Regions from separate parts of the Gossypium hirsutum genome. Here all the other regions are linked to region 1. Evidence: chromatin contacts called from public Hi-C data. All regions are on one chromosome and are shown on one strand. Each heading gives the region's core, a stretch centred on a gene start, on an enhancer-like site or on the middle of the called end of the contact. The rest is flanking DNA. Distances are from core to core; before and after follow the strand shown.

Evidence for each region. Hi-C and Micro-C count contacts between places; a contact is called where the count stands out from the background.
Region 2: a Hi-C map of leaf shows a contact between it and region 1, with 2.7 times the contacts expected there. The contact joins the promoter of LOC107892369 here to the promoter of LOC121203192 in region 1. A contact is called at or near these places in 3 of 34 Hi-C or Micro-C datasets (all in leaf).
Region 3: a contact with region 1 is called in a Hi-C map of leaf, with 1.7 times the contacts expected there. The contact joins the enhancer-like site here to the promoter of LOC121203192 in region 1. A contact is called at or near these places in 10 of 34 Hi-C or Micro-C datasets (anther, callus, hypocotyl and 2 more).

What each region holds. Positions count from the first base shown.
Region 1 is chrA09:7,444,630-7,449,643 of Gossypium_hirsutum_v2.1, reverse strand. It overlaps LOC121203192 (probable prolyl 4-hydroxylase 6), which reads right to left and starts at 2,665. Exons shown (of 8, transcript XM_041077480.1): 1 at 2,279-2,665; 2 at 2,145-2,202; 3 at 1,970-2,074; 4 at 942-999; 5 at 665-840; 6 at 477-537; 7 at 30-316. The coding sequence starts at 2,436. It overlaps LOC121206938 (small nucleolar RNA Z199), which reads left to right and starts at 3,909; the gene lies at 3,909-3,989. LOC121206940 (small nucleolar RNA R64/Z200 family) reads left to right here and starts at 4,371; the gene lies at 4,371-4,470. It overlaps LOC121206939 (small nucleolar RNA U54), which reads left to right and starts at 4,228; the gene lies at 4,228-4,317. It also overlaps LOC121207242.
Region 2 is chrA09:6,986,376-6,991,389 of Gossypium_hirsutum_v2.1, reverse strand. LOC107892369 (putative pentatricopeptide repeat-containing protein At3g01580) reads right to left here and starts at 2,277. Exons shown (of 1, transcript XM_016817437.2): 1 at 1-2,277. The coding sequence starts at 2,183. The coding sequence ends at 96.
Region 3 is chrA09:7,097,831-7,102,844 of Gossypium_hirsutum_v2.1, reverse strand. No RefSeq gene overlaps it. Among protein-coding and RNA genes, the nearest start is that of LOC107892791, 8.2 kb to the right of the region's middle. Within about 2 kb of position 2,499, at least 1 of the 9 cell types and tissues checked has an H3K27ac peak or open chromatin away from gene starts, as enhancers often do. A contact at or near this core is called in leaf, where this site is marked.

The DNA of each region.
Region 1 (5,014 bases), core at 1,416-3,915:
CTGGAAAAAGCTTTCTAGGAGGAGCATACCTTGCAACTCTTCCTACAGTATCCCGAAAACTCCTCGGAACCTACCATGTAAGCCGGGTTCTTTTCGCACTCGCCAGCCTTAGCCCAGAAAAGACAGTTCCCATTCTTATCAACACAGTCTTCGGTCTGGCTCTCCATGTTATCAAAGGACTGGACATGGATCCACTTTGTGGCGGACCATTTCTCGCCCTTTATCACCGGGCAACTTCCATGTAAACTCTTGGGATCAGTAGTTGTATCAGGATGAAGATTGAAGAACAGCAATGCATCGCCTTTTCTGGGTTTCACTGCAAGTACAACCGATACAGTTGAGTTAGATACTGATGGCTACAAGGTTGGATTTCTAACACAACTTATCTGAGAACGATTAAACAAGAAACTAGCCAATCAATTATACATCATGTTCCAACTACTCTTAGTTAAAATCGCCAAGGGTAACCATAATACCAGCATATCCCGTTTTCGCACAATGTGACCAGCTATCGTCCTTGGGCTGAGTAAGTTTTCCCTGCAGAAGACAAACAATGAGCGATGAACAAAATAAAATGGATACGTGTAGTATAGGAAGAAAACAAATGTTAAAAAAAGAAACCAAAAAGACAACCAAAGAACCGAATTCACCGGCAAATGCGTACCTCTGAATTTGGAAATACAGTTTCCCCACCACTCTCAACGTCAGACAAATACATAAGTACAGTGGCAATACGGTGACCACCCCTCTCGAGGTTAACCTTGTCATAAAAATAATCAAAATGTGGTTCATATTTCTGACCATGCTGATAGTGCAGTATTTGTAGTGCCTCCCCATTCTCTGTTTGCAACGCCGTGTCCAAGTCAAATGCGAAAAGTCCTTACAATTGGATGAAGAAATTGTAGAGTATGACTAGCATGTAAAAGAAAAAACAAAAGTACCTACTGGAAGGAAGGTCCATGCTGCAATCCTGGCTTCAATATCAGCAACTACTTCATCCTTCATGCGAGATACCGCAGAAACATTTGAAGTTCAAGAATCAGCACATGCAATGATGATATGCTTTCCAAACATGATCCATACCATAAATATAAACAATCCGAATGATAACAATAAGCATAGAGTAAACGATCTCTAAACATAAAGAAATGCATAACTAAACCTAAGCATGATTTCATCAGCGACAGTAATCATACGGCACAGGTTTGAAAAGGCTTTGAATAAACAAAACCAATGTGACTAACTCGCAAGTTATATTCTTTTAGAACCATTCGTTCAATGAGGAAACAGATTCTTTCGGCAAAGACCTGGCTTTCGGATTAAGTTTGAATGAATCATGAGGGGAAAAATACACAATGCATCACCCATGACATTTCAGAATACAACTGCTTTCAGTACAAACACTTCGGAATACAATGCGTAACATTCTTCTAGACTGTTGGTTCAATGGGGAGACAGATTCTTTCAGCAAAGACTCGGCTCTCGGATTAAGTTTGAATGAATAATGAGTAGAAAAGCCACACAATGCATCAACCATCACATTTCGGAATACAAGTTCTAACATCAAACACCTAGCATTCTGCCATTCAAGTGATTAAAATCTCACAAGCACCACGCAAATTTCAGTTCATATAGTCAGTCTATATCAAATACATGTTCTCAAAAACAGAACAATCTCAAACAGCTATGACCAGTATCCCACGGAAGGGAAAAAAAAGCATGAAAGTACTAATACAATGACATAATAATAAGCAGCCAGATGCTTCATCCTTTCTTAAACAAAGCAAGAATAAGATTGCATAAAATTACACAAAAACAAGATCATATGGATAATAAATCAATTCCTTTTACTTCTAAATTCAACAATTCGACTCATAAATTCAGCATTCCTCTCTTAAATTAACATAAATTCCAGTAATTTCACAGTTTTAAGCTAAAAAAAGGAATGAAAGACAATTCATTTATATACCAGAGCTTTCTCAAGAAACATGCCGGAGCTGGTTCGAACTTCACTTTCAATACTCTGGCCTGATACATCATCTGCCACCATTGACTTCTCTAACTTATCCTTAGCCTGAAATTAATACAATTTTTTTTTATATGTTGAAATTCTTCAACAACAAAAGAGAAAAATGGTTGCTTACCCGAAAAATAAGGTGATCACTTTCCTCACTTGATAAAAATCCTTTGTAAATAAAAGCCCTTCAAGAAAAAAAAATCGTAAATTTTAAAGTTTTGAATTACCTGAACTGCAAAAAGGATTAGAATTTGAAGTTACCTAGGGCGCCATGAGAGTTGAGTAACAGAAGTGGGATCAAATTGAACAGAAGAAGTTCCTCCTCTCATTTTAAGCACCGATCCATTAATCTCAGCCGAAACCAAAGTAAAATTGATCAAAAGAAGAAGAAAGAATCCGAGAAAATACTGGTACTCCATGAGAAAAGAAATTCTATTTGTTTGGATCCAATATTCGCAAAAGAATTAATCTGTTTGTTTGCTTGCTTGTTTTCTTTTTTTCAAATCATCTTCCATTTAAGAGTGAATTTAATTGGCGGCCATGGATTTGGCCAAAATATTTAATGTTTCCGTAAGAAAGCTTCATAAAATTTCTGGCAGATGTCAGAAAATCTTAATTGGAAACAATGAGTTCTTCACTTTATTTTGGCTTATCCTAGAAATCCGTCTTTAAACTTTGTTTTTTTTCACTGATACTTAAAATTCTTTTCGTTAGTTAATCGGTTAATTCTATTTAGAGAAAGATAACTAATTAGTAATTCACACAAAATATATTATTTTCTCTTTATATATATTTTGGGTAAATTATACTATTAATCATCTAATTATCAATGTATAATTTTTTTAATTTGGTCACTAACGCTTTAGATCGTTTCCGTTTTACTCACTTTCCATCAAATGGCTAACGAGATTAATGTCATGGTCTTTTTTAACTAGTATAATAATATATTTAGTTATCGATATTTACACATTCTATCAATTTGATTCTAACTTTATATAATTCAATAAATTTAACACTTTGTATTTACAAATTATATCAATTTCATCCTCAAACACATATAATTAAATATAAATAAAATTAAATGATTATTTTATATTATAAAAAAATAAAAATATATATAAGAGATGAAGACTTTACCAAAATGTTGAAATCGATTGGGGTTTTAGTTAAGAATCTACTTGTAAAATTTCACCCAATATCTACTGATGACTGTTAGCTTCATCATCTCCACATAGCCATTGGAGAGATTCAATATATAGGATGAAATTGGTTTGAAATTTTTGTTTTTATAATTATCTCTAATCAGTTTTTTGAAAAACAATTTCTTCTTTTTATCTCTGGATGAATTCCCTTACTTGCATTCCTTTTATCTATTTGTTTAATGAAAAAAATTAATTTTTTTTAATAATCTCATTACAGTTTCTGATCATATTTATTTTTTTACACAATATTTAAAATTAGCTATAGTCTTTTCTTAACGCATAAATAAAAAAATAATACGCTTCAATATAATTGAACTTACATTATCCTACATTGACAATAATACCCCCTACACCTCACATGTTGAAAAACAAAAAAAAAGAAAGAAAGAAAAAGCCCAAAATCTAAACTCAGCCCATAGAGGAAGAGCTGGAATTTTAAAGGCCAAGAAAACTGTTCGATCCGTTTTCAATTATTAAGCAATTCAGCCAGTTTCAATTCTCTAGTTGCAATCTAGGGTTTATAGCAACCTCTCCAATTAGATCTATAAATACCCTGAAAACCCTCACTTTCGCCACCTTCCCTCTTCTTCACAACTAGGTTTCATTTCGTTTCCTTTCAGCTCTCAGATCTATGGTTTATGGTTTTCATTTCACCGAAAATTTCTTTCCTTCGTTTTGTATTTGTCATCGATCAATTGATGAGAAAAAAAAACTGCAACAATATGAATGGATTTATTCCATGATTACTTGTATTTAAGTCTCTGATGATCGTTCCTTTGTTTCATTTATTTATTGAAATTTATTAAAAAATTCTCGATTTTTTTCGTTGTAAATTTCTTTAAAATTTTGAGATATGATGAGGTTTAATTGGTCCGTGTTTCTGATTCAACAGTGACAGACAATTTTTTTTTACCAAACTCTGATCTCAAAATTCAACTTGCGATATTTTTTCTATTTTTGGATTAAAAGTTTCAATTTGTGTTTCCAAGTTGAGAAATTAATTTGATTAGCTCTATGATTATTCAGCCTAATATGGGCAATATACGCTATTCCGATTTGCAGAAATGAGCAGAAATTTTGAGAGAAAGAATGAGAGCTAATTTTGAACATTGTTTTGATTTTATCTTTTGTTAAACTGCTTTATTCCATAACTTCTGCTGTGATGAATTATGAAATAAATTCACATGTCAGACTTCAGAGATTTTTTTTAAAAAATCTATGAGAAGAAAATTCATGATTTCTGAGCAGATAATGTATATTTTTTATAGTCCTCTATTTTATAAAACGGATTTTATGAAGAGAATAATTATATTTGTGCTTTATATTATACAAATTAGTGATTGAGAATTTAATCGTATTTACCTATTAAATAGAATGTAGAAAATTAATTATTTAAAATTATTAAATTATTTAAAGTTAGGATTAAATTGATAAAATTTGTAAGTATTTGAGGATTAAATGTGTTATTATAGTAATTAGAAAAGGACTTTCTTTTATCAATTTAATAGTGGGCAACTAAAATATAAATTAATTCTAACATTAGTGTCTAAAATAAAAATTTTTAAAATTGAATGATCAAAATAAAAATTTAAACATAATTAGGGGATTATTTGTATAATTTACTCTTAATAATTATATATAAATATTTGAAAGATGAGTCATTTAAAAGGTTTTGTAATGAAAGTAAATATTAATTATGAAAATAAATTATAGATTAAAACTAAAAATAACAATAAAATTATTCAACTTAAAAACATGTACATAAAAATATATATCTTACTACTTATATAATATT
Region 2 (5,014 bases), core at 1,028-3,527, 460 kb after region 1:
ACAATGTCATTGCTGAGCGAGCTACTGATCAAGCCGATATCAGAACGAACTATGATTCGGGTTATCTTAAATTTTGATAGAGCTCAAGAAACTCCTTAAATATGTTGTAGTTGCACTCTCAAAATTAACTCCAATTGTCCTACAAGTTCATAGATCTTCTCACATTCAGGATGAAGTTTATCATCAGCAACAAAGCTATGAACTTCGTTTCTTATCCCAATCATGCTTTGACCAATCATCTTCTTTAACCCCTTCTCCTTTATTAAACTTCTAATTTTTGCCAAATTACCCCATTTTCCATCAACACCGTACATATTGGATAACAAAATATAATAACCTGCATGATTAGAATCTAAACAGAGGAGATTCTTTGCTGCTACTTCACCTATCTCAACGTTGTGATGAATCCGACATGCAGCAAGTAATGCACCCCAAACATGAGGCTCAACTGGAACTGGCATTCGGTTGATAATGTCCATGGCTTTTTCTAACTCTCCGGTACGGCCAAGGAGATCCACAACTATGCCATAATGCTCTGAACCAGGATGCAGTCCATAATCGTTTACCATCATATGGAATATTTCAATCCCCTGCAAAAGTAAACCTGCGTGGCTACATGCAGATAAAATAGAGACGAACATTACATCGTTTGGCCTCGCTGCTGAACTCTTGACCATCCTGTGAAATAACTTTAATGCTTCTTCGCCTCTTCCGTGGATTCCGAAGCCAGCAATCATTGCACTCCACAGAACAACATCCTTGTCTATGATTCCTTCAAACACTTTTATTGCATAATCCAAGCTACCACATTTCGAGTACAACTCTATGAGAGAAGCCCCAATAAAAGCATTATTATCGAAGCCGCTTCTAGTGACATAACCGTGGAGGCATTCTGCTTGGTGAAGAATACCTAACTCTGAAGAAGAAGCAAGAATCTTTACCATAGAAACAGCATCAGGTTGGATTCCACTACACAGCATATCTTTGAAGATTCCGATAGATTTATTAGCCATCCCGTTTAGAGCATACCCGCTTAACAAAGCAACCCAAGCAACTACGTCTTTCCCAGGCATTTTCCTAAAGACATTAACTGCTTCATCAGGTGACAAACATTTCATGTACATATCGATCAGAGCAGTTGAAACCGAGACTTCTAGCTCAAAACCTGTCTTAGTTGCAAGTTCATGGATCCTCCGACCCTCATCTAAATCGCAAGCAACCGCACAGGCTTGTAGTGCACTAACAACAGTAACTGCATTAGGTCGACATCCCTTGTTGATCATTTCATTGAAAAGATTCAATGATTCAACTGCGGCCCCATTACGAGAATAGCAACCAATCATTGAGCTCCATGTTACAACATCTTTCACTTCTATCATCCTAAACAAATTTTCTGCTACTTTTACAATACCTGTCTTTGCATACATATTCAACAATGCGTTAACCAAAGATAATTCACTTTCAAACCCTCTCCTAACAACAAAACCATGTACACTCCTGCCAAGCTTGAGATTCATCAACTTTGCGCAGGCAGAAACTAAACTAACAAGTGTTACGCGATCTGGATGAACACCCTCCTCCACTACCATTCTTGAGAAAAAAGCTATAGCCTTCTCAAAATATCCATTCTGCTCATATCCACTCACCATTGAAGTCCACAAAACAACATCAGGTTTCTCAAACTCATTAAAAACTTTGGAAGCATCACCCATTTCACCACATTTCGAGTAAAACTCAATTAACGCAGATCCCACGAACAAATCCAATCTTATCTTTTCATGTTTCCACAAAAAACCATGCAAAATTTCACCATGTTTATGCAACTGCAGCTCTGCACAAGCCTTTAAAACTGTAGAGAGAGTATAATTATCAGGCACATTTTCCTCCCCCTTATCATCGGATATCATGTTTTTGAATAAAACCCAAGTCTTTTTCCATTTTTTATGTTTAGAATAAGCTCTAAGAATTGAATTCCACAGATAGACAGTTCTTTGAGGCATTTCATCGAACAGTTTTTGAACTTGCTCAATGGAACTGAAGTTTGAATACAAAGAGGTGAGCTTTGTGGCGAGGAAACTGTCGTGGGAAAACCCAGTTTTGAGAATTTGTGAATGTAATTTTGCTGTTGATTTTCCATCGTTACATGCTTTGCATAAATTGATAAAAAATTCCCTCCCTTTCATATACAAAACGACGGAATCCCAATTTACTAGAAAAATAAAATAAAATTCACAAGCTTTTTCACCAAATGAAACAGATCCAGGTTCAGAGTCTTAGGTTTTCATTAACTGCAAAACAATGGCTTGCCTTTTATGCTGCTCTATTATCTGGGCTCGGGATCCTCATCATTTTGGTCATGGGCTTTTATTTTTTTTAAGTTATAGCAAGCCCTGCCATTTCTTTTTAAGTTCAAATATAATGTTGTACATATTTTGCACCATCTGTTTGCAATAATTTGGTATTGCTAATTGAGTACTAACTCGGTTGATATTAGCATTATTGTCCATGTAAGAGGATATAAGTTTAAGTGTGCTGAAACGCAATTATCTTTTTGTTAAAGGGTTAGAAAGGACTATGGCTAGTTCTAAATTTTTTTTGTATCAAAACAAAGAAACTTTAAGATATTTTCACAGTTAAATTAGATAATGATGAGACTTTTATTTCCTTATTTATATTGATTTAAGTTTTGAAGTGAATAAAAATAGATTAGGTAATAAAAAATAAAATTAATCTAATCTTTAATAGAAAACCTACATAAATATATTAAGAAATAAATTCTACTTTTTTGTGTGATAAAAATTAAAAAAAAATTAAAGTTACATCTATTAAATTGAGCAAAAGCACCATTCTCTTTGTCTTGTTGTAGTACCCCAAAATTTTATTGGGTGCATCTTAAAAAACATGTAGACTTGTCCTCCACACTAAACTTAGTTTAGCTAGGCAATCAGCAAGAAGATTAAACTCTAAGATCCAATTCCCTTGCTGATCTCACAACACACCACTACACTCTCATTCTCCCTTGCCACTGCATCATCAATGAATAAAATATTTTGTAAATGCCCCTCAAGGACCATAAGGTAAACCAGTATGCTAAAACATCTTATAACTTGACTCATATTGCCTCGTCCAATTAAAAGAGACATTTACAACCTCAAGAATCATCCAAAAAACCTCTTGGAAAATAAACATATTCTTATTTTTCCAGAGTCGCCAAGCAATGATTCTAAAGAGATAAGACCAAATTACTCTCCTACCAGTCAACCTCTCATGGCAAGAAAGATTATACACGAACCAATCATAGAGATTTCCAGAGAAGAACCTACACTGTTGATCACTTAAGACAACCTGCATCCAAACTTCCTTAGCTACGAAACAATCCTGAAGTACATGAATAATATCCTCAACTTCATGACCACAGGCCGAACAAGAGCTATTATAACCAATTTCTTATCTAATTCGCTCTGCGTTAGTAAGAAGCCTTTGCTTAAATGCTAGCCAAAGAAAAAGTCTAACTCTTTGCAGTCCCTATCCACTATCATATTTATATATCAGTGAATGACCTTTTATTACGATGGTGAATCAATTAACATAAATTTAAAAAAGGCATAAAATAAAATAACTAGGATAAAAATATAATAAATAGGTAATAAGTTAAAAATTACATTTATAATTTTTTGGTAAGTATTTAAATAAGAAAAAGAGACATGTTGCTATATTTCACTAAGTAATTATATTTTAGTCCAAACATAATTATTATCAAATTACTAAATAATAATGATTAAGGAAATTACATTATCTTTTATAATAACCGTAATCTAAAAGATTGCGTTTTTACTAAAAATTAATATATAAATGATTTATTTAAAAATAAATCATAATTTAAAAGGGATTAATAATGCTATTAATAAAAATTCAATACAGGACTTATTTAAAATGATAAATAAATTAATAGTTTTAATTAAAAATATTACACAAACATTATATGTGTGAATTAATAAAAATTAAATCATCAAATTAAAAAAACGGACCCACATTACTTTAATAATGCAAATTGCTTATGTGTGACTTAGCTAACACTGCCACTTTTCTCACTCCAAACTCATTACCAATTATATGTTTCCTAATTTGCCTAAATACTTTAATATATATATATACATTCGGATATTTTTATTTCATCGAATTTAATTTTTATACTTTTCAATTCATTAATTTTAATTATTATATTTTTTTAAAATTTTAAATTTCAGTCTTAATTCGAATAGCAATAATTAAATACGATTGATTAAATTTTGCTATTAATTTTGTACTATGCGTAAAATTATAGATTTAGTATATGTTTTTTAATAAAATCATTTTTAATCTCTATATTTTTCGGATCTCAAAATTTCAATATTGATGTAAACGACAACAGTTAAGTGCATTAATTGACTTTTTTATGAGTACTATGTCAAAATAACAAACTGACATGACATTTTATTTAGTAATATGTTTGCTGCATCAAATTTTGAAAGTAGAAAAATTTAATGAATTTTAACAACTACCATTTAATTAGGCCTACAATTTTAAAATTCAAAAGATATGAGGACTAAAAATGACCAAAATAAAATATAAGAACTAAATCCGTAAGTTACCCATAATATAAAATTAATAACTAAATTTAACCAATTTTTTGAAGTGAATGTGTGGCGAAATAAGGCAATTGCATTAAAAGCCTCTTCCTTCGCTCCTTCGCTCAACTTTTAACATTATTATTAGTATAGTTTGTAACACCCTATTGCTGACCCAATTACCGGGTTAGTACAACAAAGTGTCACATTTGTTGTTGGAGCAACGACTGACAATTACATCGTAAATAAATCATTCAAACATTCAAATGGGTCATAAACACATTCACAATATGTCATACAATTAAATTCTATCTTTAATCAAGCTTACGAAAGCTCTTTTGTTGGCCTAAGTGTGAAAAAGGACCAAATTATAAAGTCTTCAAAAATTTTAATCAAGTATCGATACC
Region 3 (5,014 bases), core at 1,250-3,749, 350 kb after region 1:
CTTCTAGGAGGCTTAGGTTATACTTTTCTTTCAAGGTTTTATCTTGTACGAGACTACGATCCTCGACTACTTTCTTTATTTTTGTAGCTGAGTTTGTGGCCTTGTTAAGCCTTTGTGCGAAACGTTCGTCGATAATTCCTTTTTCTCTTTAAAAAATGAAAGAAATATTTGATTAAAAAAACAATCCCCTTTACCTTTTTGTTAAATGATTTTTTTTTATCTTAAAAGTTAAAAATTCAATATAAAGCACTTTAATACAAAATTTCTAACTTCGCCCTGTCACAAAATTCGTAGTTTGAATCTTAATTCTAAGGGCTACTTTTGATATTTCAATCTCTCCCGATTGTTAATAATTCAATTCAATCCCCTTCAACATCTTTGTCAAAGAGAAAATTTTACTTTTAATCCCTCTTAAAAATCAAAAATTCAATTAAAACCATTTTAATTCAATTTTTTTAACTTTAATCTCTCAATTTTAAAAAATTTATTTCAATCCCATCCCTGATTTTAAAAGCTCTTTTTAGTTGTGATTTCAATATTTCTACAGTAATATTCTCCAAGTGCGTTTTTTTTTAAAGAATATAATTTACTTTTTGCATAGACCAATTTTTTTTCTCATTATATCAATTAATTAATTTTGTTGAGTAATTTTTCTCAGTGTTTTATTGAAGGAAACATTGAGGTATTTATACATATTATTATTGTTCATGATTTGACTCTACTCTTCATGACTTGACCCCACTATTCATAAGACTGACATTCTGAGCATATCTTAGGCATTCTGAGCAAATGTATCATTCCAACTCACGTGATATTTTTCTCATAGTCCTTTGCATGCGAACTCCTTGAGTATATGCGAGCTGGTACTGTAAACTCCCCTAGCTGTTCTCTCACTGTATGTCTCGTGCACGTCCATCTAGTGGGGCATAATCAAATCACAGATAAACGACTCAGATCTTATCTGAATTTCGAGTTGATAACTATTGGTGTATAACAATTTTTTATCTTCTGTAATTCTCCATAAGAAGTTGACGTCGTTCAAAATGAGAATCCAAATTCAGTGTTACGAAACTATTTTGTTTCCCATAATTATCAAAGTTAAATTGATCACTTCATGTAATTGCATTAATTATTTATTAAGATGTGAAGCATATTGGGTTGGTTAAAGAAGTGTATGTATATATTCTGTCTATTGGCCAAACATCCAAATAATTTTAGGCCCACATGGCTCCCCATTATAAAGTAAACGAAAATGATTTATTATCTCTTTACAACGAATACAGAATATTTATTTTCAGCCACAAACTACATTAAAAACAAAATTATTGTTAACCCAAATCTTACTACCAACTAAAAAATGTTAAAACACAATTATCGAAAAATTAAGTATTGAATTTACCTTATAAATTTTGTTTAGTGTATTACTTCAAATTAAATACGGATTATAATTAGATTGTTTGATGAATGATGATACAATATTAAATAAAATAAAATAGAAAAAAATTGAATTTATTCTCTATTAAGTGATAAGTAAGTCCTTATTTACTTATCATTTTCCACAGATTTTTTGTGAAAAAATGTTATCTAATAGTTTTCACCGAGGATTACTAAACATGTTTAAAAAATTAAATTTTTGAAAATATTAATTTTCAGTTGATTGAATTTTTCATCACTTTATCAAACAAGGTCTTAGTTCATGAAAAATAAGTCTTCTTTATTCTCTCTAGAAATTTAAAAATATATCACATGTGTATGTATTAAAATCATATATTTAGAATATAGATTGTGTTTAAAGATAACATACAATAAATAATAAAATTATAGTTTGAAAATTATTAATAATAAATACATGAAATATGTACAATATTAAAATAATAAATAGATTATATTATAAAATGAAATTTATACACATGAATATATCAAATTAAGAATACTAAAATAATACAATTATTTATTACGGTGTTGTCATCAATCTTAAGTTGGTGTCGAGTTAAATGAATACAAAATTATTAATAGATACAATTAATGGAAGTAATAAAGTGTACATAGTAAAATTAAAATAAAATTTTAACTGAGTGATAAATTTAAGGTTTTACCAATGCAATTACCATGGGTTCAAATCCTTCCATATATTTTTATTGTTTTCTTAAATAAAAAATTAAAATGACCTCGAATAATATAACTTATTTTAAATATAAAAAAATATTTTTATAACATTTTTAATCGAGTTTATATCCGATTAACTTGATAATAGTTTAATTCTATTTTTATGGGGAGTTTAAAAGTTTTATACTAAAAGAATAAAGAAAAAAAATTCCAATTGCAAAGAGAAATGTGTTCATTGTATAGCAAAAAGATATTTTAAAAAAAAATTAAAAGATTGAAATAGTGAAAAGTGATGTGCCTATAAATACGCAACTGAGCTTAGACAATGTTGAGGAGTAAAAAGAAATCAAGGGTTCATGTGGGGTTCTGTCGCAGGGGAGATGGCTGGTCCATTCATGCCTATGCTATGCCATGCATGTATGCATCAACCATCTCACTGTGACAGAACTCCATCCAATCCTTACATTTGAGTAATGATAAAAATAGGAGATGTCGATAGTACGGTTGGTAATTATAATGTTAATTGTTGTCTGATTTCATCTATGATTAAGGTAGGTAATGTTAAGCGAAAATTCTACATTTTTATAATTAAGAAGAATTGAATTATAATTTTTTAAGAAGTTAAAATATAATTTTATTATGTATTAATTTATGATTTTATTATTTTCAAAGAAATTTAATATATATTTTTATTTTTAGGGTGAGTATAAATTAAGGGATTGAACAAATTTTCCCTTTTTGGTGTTCTTGATAAACGGATAAATTCATTTTTATTACTTTCTAAAATTAAAATTTTAATTCAAGTCTTTTAGCCTTTGGTTAAACTATGTTACATGTATTTTCACTTTTTTTTGCTACTAACCCCGCATGGGTCCTTGTAATCATTTCACTTTTGTGATTCCTCTGCTTTTGATTTTCATTTCTTTCATTATTTTTTTTATTTATTTTGCTCTTTTTTGGGCCAATGACTTGAGTAAATGAAACATCATACGCAAGACGTGGGAGACTCGTTTAGGGTATGGGAATTATTCTTTACAAACAAGGTGTTGTCAAAGCTAATTTCACTTAAATATACAATTTCTGGGGAAATATGCACATCTCTCTTCTAGGCAAATAGAACTTTGAAGTTCTTCTTAAATAAAATAAACTTATGTTCAACTCATAAATCCATGTCTTATGAGTCAGGTTGGGTTCGATCTGAGCCCAACAAAATTTTAGTCTTGTTTAAAAAGTTTGGACTTAATCCAAAAAATAGGCTTATCTCAAATTTGGTCAGGATAAAAATGCTAAATCTGAGCTCAGCCTAGTCCGCATTAATTTGTTTAATTATTGTTTATATAAAAATAAATTTAAAAAACATAATACATCAAATAAACTAAAAACATTATAATAAATGTTTCCCAACAAATTAAAAATACATATAAAAAAATTCTTTATACTTAAATAATACTAACATAGTTGCAACTTAACAAGCAAATGCCTTTAAATGGTAGCAAAATTAACAATAAAAAAAGAGTTATACAATATCCAAACAATAACAACAAAATAATAGCAACATAATAGTGAAATAGTAACAAAACAGTGAGAAAACTGTAGCAAAACAATAGTTTTTTTTTTGTCAAATTCGGGCCTAGCCTAGACCAAAAAACCTTACCTGAGGCCCAACCCAACCCTTTTTTTTTCACAAGCACATTTCTTGGATCTATATTTTTTTCAAACCCTCCCACTTTTCGAACGAACACTCAACCCAACCCATAAATAGGCCTAAGTAGAAAATATATCATTTTGTAGTAAATAATAATAATAATATATTCTTTTATAAAAATAAATTAATAAAATGTAGTTTTATATAATCTTATATTATATCCATCAAAAAATAAACTCTTCAAACAAATCAAATAAGATAATATAACATATTAATAATAATCAAAATAAACAATAATTTTATTACTAGAGGCTATCAAAACATTCTATAATACAAACTTCTCTTAGGGTGGGATTAGATGGACGATGCGTTTACTCGTGATTAGTGGAAAAATAGTTGTGGCGATGAGATAAGATATTATAATGATATTATAGCGTGAGACAAAAAGTAAGCTAAATGCACCATACCACACTCTACCGCCATCCAAACCCACCCTTAACAAGGGCGAAGCCGGGGGGGCTGGTATGGGCCTCGGCCCGCCTAAAATGTAAAATTACTATTTCGGCCTTTAAAATTTAATTTTTTTTAAAAATTTTAAATTAGTAAAGGTAAAATTGTAATTTGGCCCCAAAATTATAAAAATTTGATCTAATCCTTTACAAATTATAAAGATATAAACTATAAAAAATTAAAATTTCATCCAGCCCCTAAAAAATTATTTTGCCTTCACCCCTAACCCTTAATAATCTTGTTAATTTTTTGGTCAAAAGTAGATTTTAAATTTTAAAATAAATACGTTAGAAATCTAAATAATGAGAGACCAATTTATAAATTATTAAACATCAAAATATTCTTCTATCAATGTTTTAGCATCACAATATTAAAATACAAAGGAGTTTGAGAGAGAGATCGAATAAGCTCATGGGTCAGTTTATCATTGAAATTGCAAAGTGTGGTGAAAAAATAATTTAAAAAAAGTTTGAAATGTTTAGCATTGCTATTAAAAAATACTTTGAGAAAAATAAAATGTTTAATTTAGAGATGATATTATAAAGTAGAAAATATATATATTTAAATGATATTAAGACCCGTTAACATTATGATTTAGAAAACATATAAATTTAAATTATAATAAAAATATTAAAAAAATAATTTATTTAGTAAGTAATGTCATGGTATAAAAAATATATATACTCAAATTTATTAAAATTATGATATCATTTAGAATCTTGATACTTGATCCTAGAATTGATATATAGTAAA